2 separate regions of the Mus musculus genome follow, and region 1 is linked to region 2. The links are chromatin contacts, called in public Hi-C maps. All regions are on one chromosome and are shown on one strand. Each heading gives the region's core, a stretch centred on a gene start, on an enhancer-like site or on the middle of the called end of the contact. The rest is flanking DNA. Distances are from core to core; before and after follow the strand shown.

Region 1 (2,700 bases), core at 108-2,607, 200 kb before region 2:
TAATTTGGTTTTAGGCACGTGTATTTGTATATCTTATATATAACAATTGTGTTCTGAGAATTCTTTCAGAACCCTGAGAAATGCACAGATTCATTTTCATTCTCTTGTTTTATTCTATAAGGCCTAACAGGATCATCGATGAAGCTCTCCAGAAAAACTCTCTTCCTGAGGAGACTTGTGAGGGAAAGGCTGGGTCTCTTCCCCCTGAGCAAGGCCTATCACCTGGAGAGAAACTGGCCCTGTCCAGTTCTCTTGAATAATGCACAAGGGTTGCAGCACCTTGTGATCTGTCTAGAAAATCAAGTTCTCACTGTGTAGGTTATTGCTAGTCCAGTTACTCTGACTTTCCAAACTTCTCCAGCTTCAACTGTAAATCAACACGTAAACCAAGTTAAAGCATACAGTTTGACTATGCCGTAGAACTCTGCGAGATACCCCAGGACTCAGCGTCTTTGGGGCTCCTACTTGCCAATTTTCATCTGTTTCATTGCGTTATCAAACAGCTGTTATTATTTGGAACTAATTATGTATTAGGGTTTTTTTTTTCCCTGAAAAATTGGTGCTTTTAAATCATTAAGTTTCCAGAGTACGAAACCAGAGCTCAACTTTTCCATATTAGCCAGTATGGGCCCTTGGAACACGCGCACAAGCTTGCCCCACCCAACATGCCGGTCTCCATTCAAGCACATGAAAGGCAGACAGATATCTGTTAATTAGCAGGCAACAAGAGGAACTCTAACGAGAGCCTTCAGGAACAATTTACTGTTCTCCTTTCTGTTTGGAAGATGGTCATGTGATTTTCTTTTCTTTTCATTTTTTTCCACCCTCAGCAGTGTAGATGATGGAAATAATCCAGACATGGTGGGGGGCTCTGAGGTTGGCTTTCTGATACCAAAGTGGCATGGAGTGAGGTGGGGGGAGAAGGCACTCAGCTACAAATCCTGTCTTCGGATACTTTCTCAGGAAGTTGAAGGAAGCTTTAAAACTGGGCTTATACATTAAATTCCAACCCGCTCCTATGCACATTTATCCCATCAAAGGATGTTAGCTCCGTTTTTACTTTTCACGTTAAAAGAAATTGATACTTGAAGATTTGCTATTTGATTGTGGTGATGCCTACTCCAAGAACATAACAGAACTGGTGGTCAGTGGGTCCCCAGAGGCAGCTGGTAAGTTTTGCCTGCCAGGTCACCCCCTGCCTTCTCCAGGACTGCTTTTAACGTTAATGACTCTCGGGGAACAGCTACCCAGCCAAGCATGAAAGCTGTGGGCTCACTCAGCTCCCAAGCCCACAGAAACCTTGAGATTCCAGCCTTCATCAAACAGAAAGTCTGCGTTCTGGCACTTGCCCAAAGTTTGGACTTAATGCTCCCTCTAACTCCTCCCTAGTGTGGGGGAGGGAGGCTTCTGAACTCACACACACAATAAGCATGCTAATCAAGTCAGCAGCCTCTCCCGGAAAGCAACAGCACACAACAGTATATTTAATACTCTACATATTCAGTCAGCAAAGAAAAGAGTTTGAGCTGAGTTAAACCAGAACTTTCCAAACTTAGTAGACCACTCATATCTAGCATGTCTAGGAACACTTCCCAAACTCACATTAAGTGGTACTGGTCTTGAATCTGTTTCTCTCACATGGTACCTCACTCCAGGTACCCTTACTTATTTCTTCTTTAACTCAAGAGACAACGTTCATCTCTAGCTCCCACTTTTCCTGCGGGTCCTTTGCTTGAATCCATTTGTTGAGGGCTACCACTATCCCTCAGAGAGCGTTAGACAGTACAAACTGAAGGTTAGCACAGGAGAGACTATTTCACTGAGGAAAATATTCGCAAAGTTAGTGGCATGAACGTACAAATATACAAAACTTCAGAAAGATGTGCTGCAGAGAGTTCTTTATAGAACAGGATGTGTGTGTGTGCACGCGTGCGTGCGTGCGTGCGTGCGTGTGTGCGTGCTGCTGGGAATGGAACCCAAGATCTTTGTACATGCCCAGCTGGCACTCTATCTACCATGGAGCTGCATTGTCTGCTGTTGAATATTTTTAAAAACTTAGTAACTATATTTCCAAGAATTTGCTGTAATCGGAACATGATGTCTACGTGGTCTCAAGAGTTAAATTTAAAATTCTAACTAATGGCAAATCAGTATATAGCTTGGGACAACTTTTCTAAGGTGCTGTCTTATTGATTTTATGTAAAGATTTATAGCTCACGGTGCTTCAGAAGTGAGTTGGTTTCAAAGCATAAAGATAGTCCCTTGTCACTCACTTTACTTATTTTTGATAAAGCCCCTTTTAATAAATAACAATTATTTTTCTGTTTAGCAGGACCAGAGCTTAATAATATTCTAACTTAATAATATTTGTGTGCCCAATATCTATAAAAATCCTTGTCATATGATAAGACTCTGATAAATGTTGAATGAGCCTAATTATCTCAATCCTAAAGTTTAACTGCACGAAGAGTCCTTTTAAGTTGCTATTTTATCTAAAATTACAGATTGCCTTATTATTTATCAGATTGAGGAGCCATTATATTTTCCATTCAGAAACTTTCAACTCTGTATTACAAGTGTATTATTGGATCATTTTACACTCAGGCTTAGATAAAGCCATGGCTAGTTGAACAGGAGGAACAAATGATCCTGATGCGTTATGATTTGAAGGTATCAAGTAACCAAGCACGAAGCCTAGCA
Region 2 (2,700 bases), core at 94-2,593:
AATTTCTTCAAGTAATATAAAAACATAAACTGAAAGTGAAAGCCTTCAGCTTCACTCTTCCTCCCAAAATACCACCTATAGTTTTCATCTCAGTGGCCGAGTATATACCTGACAAATGCTATCATCTTTCTATGAGTCGAAGAGAAATGCTCTCAAGTAAACACAACATGGCTGCCTGTCTCCAGGCTCAGCCCTTCCCATTGCTCTCTGTGAACTAATAAGATGTATGTGAAATTTGTGAGTGAAACATTGTGATCAAAAAAGTTACAAGACGAGAGTTGATAGCAGCTTTTTGTTTTCTTTCTTTCTTTTTTTCTTTCTGTCCTGTTCAGGAGCCAAAATTGCTACATGTTTTCAGACACTGAGACCATATTAATTATCTGTAATAATTGTATACGTCCTAGGCCTTGTAATTGTATAAACTGTTCCTCTCCAAGCTTCATGACCAAGACCCTAAGGCTGCCTCCATCCTGTGGTAGCCAGGGCTGGGGAATGCCCATTAAGCTATGGCTTTCCTTGACTATCTCTTAGAGTTGTTGGGAGACTTCAATGAGAGATAAGAAAAGGGGCTGTGCAAATTTAAATCCTCTTTCTATAAATGTAATTGCTTTTTTTCTAAGATGTCTTTAGGATCCTCTATGCAGATGGAACAATGGAAAATTGTGTTTTTGTTTTTGTTTTAGGGGGAGCTGTCTCTCTCTTAGAACTGGCTATTCAGACCAGACTGGGCTCAGACTCACAGAGATCTGCTTGTCTCTGCCTCCTGAGTGCTGAGGTTAAAGGTTGAGCTGCCACATACAGCAAATTTGGGGACTTTGCAGAAGGCTGTGCTTTTGGTGGTTGGTGGTTACAGGAGATGCTCATTTATCTGTGGGAACAGGAGTGCAGGGTATCTCATATGGGAAGACGTTAGCATGTGTGGAGTAGATTTCTTCCTGCTGAAGTTGGTTAGGGCACAGAGAGATATAGGTACACTGTATTGAGTGGGTGACCGAGAGTAGCAGAGGTGTGTCCCCCACCCCCCAGATGCTTAGGCCTGTCCCTTTGGTAAGTATTTACTACCAAAAGCTAGTCACAGACTGTTGGGGACACATGCCTGTAAGAGGGTAACAGTTTCCCAGGAACAATTCTTTCATTTATTACGTTTCTTTTGTGAGTAGAAAGAATGAATATGTGCCTTTTCTCACGTGATGCTCATTTTGTCCTGATTTAAAAATTTTTTTTGCTTTGCATCTTTCTTTTGGATCATGATGAGAAGTGACAATAGGCCACTGGTAGGGTCTCCTAGGCTTAGCAGAGACACAGCCATGGGAAGGCCGCTAGTCCTTCCTGCTAAAGCCTGCAGCATGCACACAAGACTGTTTGGAGAATCTGGTGGCCTCTAGGAAGGAAGGAGATGAGATGAAGAAGCCTGGGGATTCAGCTGGTTCCAAGAAATGTGTAAGTAGAGGAAAATCGAGTTTCTTAAGACCAGCAAGGCTTCAGAGCCTGTCTCAAGGCTCTGAAGGACACCAGGACAAAGGATACTGCGCCCTCTGGTGTTAGATTCATATCGGATTCCAGAGAGCTGTGTGGAGACCAGCAGCCAGGAGCTTCCTAAACCAACCACAGAAAAGTTTCTTTTGTTTGCTAAGCACCTTGGAGTGGAATTTGACCTTCCTTTCTCAATTCTGCAGTCCAAGTAGAGACTGCTCTAGAGAGAGCTGTGTGCTGCATGCGGGCTACTGTATTTTATTTGGTTTTCTTTGCATAAAATTTAGGCTAGCAGGACAAAGCTTGTTTAAAAGCAAACCCTTTTGGTTGGTCTGCAAACAATAATTCTGCCTTGTGGGTGATGATCTGGTTTGAGGGGAACCATTTAAAATTTCAGAACCCCTTATTCCTTCTCTTAAAAGTAAAGAGTTTTGAATAAGATGTTCAAGGGCTCCCTTAAGCTCCAGGGTTGAATAACTGGTACACTGAGCCATCTTTTCTCGGAGCCCTGCAAATGGAATTTGTTAATTTCTTTGCAGGTGCAGGCACATTTTAGCATCCAAAGTTTCCTGATTCTGAGCAAAGATTTTCTAAAAGCGCAAAAAATATATCTCTTTTCAGCTCAGAAGCCCCTCACCCTCCAGTCTCAAGTGAAAACCCAGCTAGGAAGCTGGAGAGTGAGCGAGCACCACTCAGTCTCTGCTATTTCTTTTAAAAATAAAGTACTAAGTGTTGTGCTGGAAATTCTGCTCAGTGTCGCATGTGGTAGGTGTGAATACATGCTTTAATTGTTCTAGGCACTAGACCAAAAACTTCTCCAGAATTAGCAGGGTTTTCAGCTATAATCTGGCTAACATTTTTCTGCAAATAGGTATGAAGACCAGACTGAGTTGCCATCAACAATTACAGCTATTCCTCATCTAGTCAGGTGATCAGCCCCGGGGAAGAATTATGGCGCCACTGAGAGTTTTCCACTCCTCAAACCTGTATGTCTTGTCTCTGACGTGAGCAGTCGGTTATGCCTCCAGGCGGCCCCTTCCTTCTGCACTGCCTTTCAACTGTTATCTCTGTGCAATGGGCACAGTTTATTATTATTATCATCACTACTAGGGATCTCATGATTGCCCCGTAAAGAATACTTGAGCAGCAGCCTTAGTTCTGTAGCTATGAAGAGAAAGGGTGCAGTTGTTGTCCCGTATGAGATGGGGTCTGGAGGAGCCGGTCTCC

Evidence for each region. A called contact is a pair of places that touch in the nucleus more often than the background predicts.
Region 1: a contact with region 2 is called in a Hi-C map of stem cell-derived neural stem cells, with 2.5 times the contacts expected there. The contact joins two enhancer-like sites. A contact is called at or near these places in 1 of 15 datasets of contacts at CTCF or cohesin (the NIH/3T3 cell line), 8 of 484 Hi-C or Micro-C datasets (Sertoli cells, embryonic stem cells, muscle stem cells and 3 more), 5 of 115 datasets of contacts at active chromatin or transcription factors (craniofacial prominence, embryonic stem cells, kidney and 1 more) and 1 of 9 other capture datasets (embryonic stem cells).

Annotation. Positions count from the first base shown.
Region 1 is chr4:82,343,669-82,346,368 of GRCm38.p6, forward strand. All of the region lies in intron 6 of Nfib (nuclear factor I/B), which reads right to left. Among named protein-coding and RNA genes, the nearest start is that of Nfib, 160 kb to the right of the region's middle. Within about 2 kb of position 1,358, at least 74 of the 459 cell types and tissues checked have an H3K27ac peak or open chromatin away from gene starts, as enhancers often do. A contact at or near this core is called in stem cell-derived neural stem cells, where this site is marked.
Region 2 is chr4:82,540,783-82,543,482 of GRCm38.p6, forward strand. All of the region lies in intron 1 of Gm11266 (predicted gene 11266), which reads left to right. Among named protein-coding and RNA genes, the nearest start is that of Gm11266, 34 kb to the left of the region's middle. Within about 2 kb of position 1,344, at least 38 of the 459 cell types and tissues checked have an H3K27ac peak or open chromatin away from gene starts, as enhancers often do. A contact at or near this core is called in stem cell-derived neural stem cells, where this site is marked.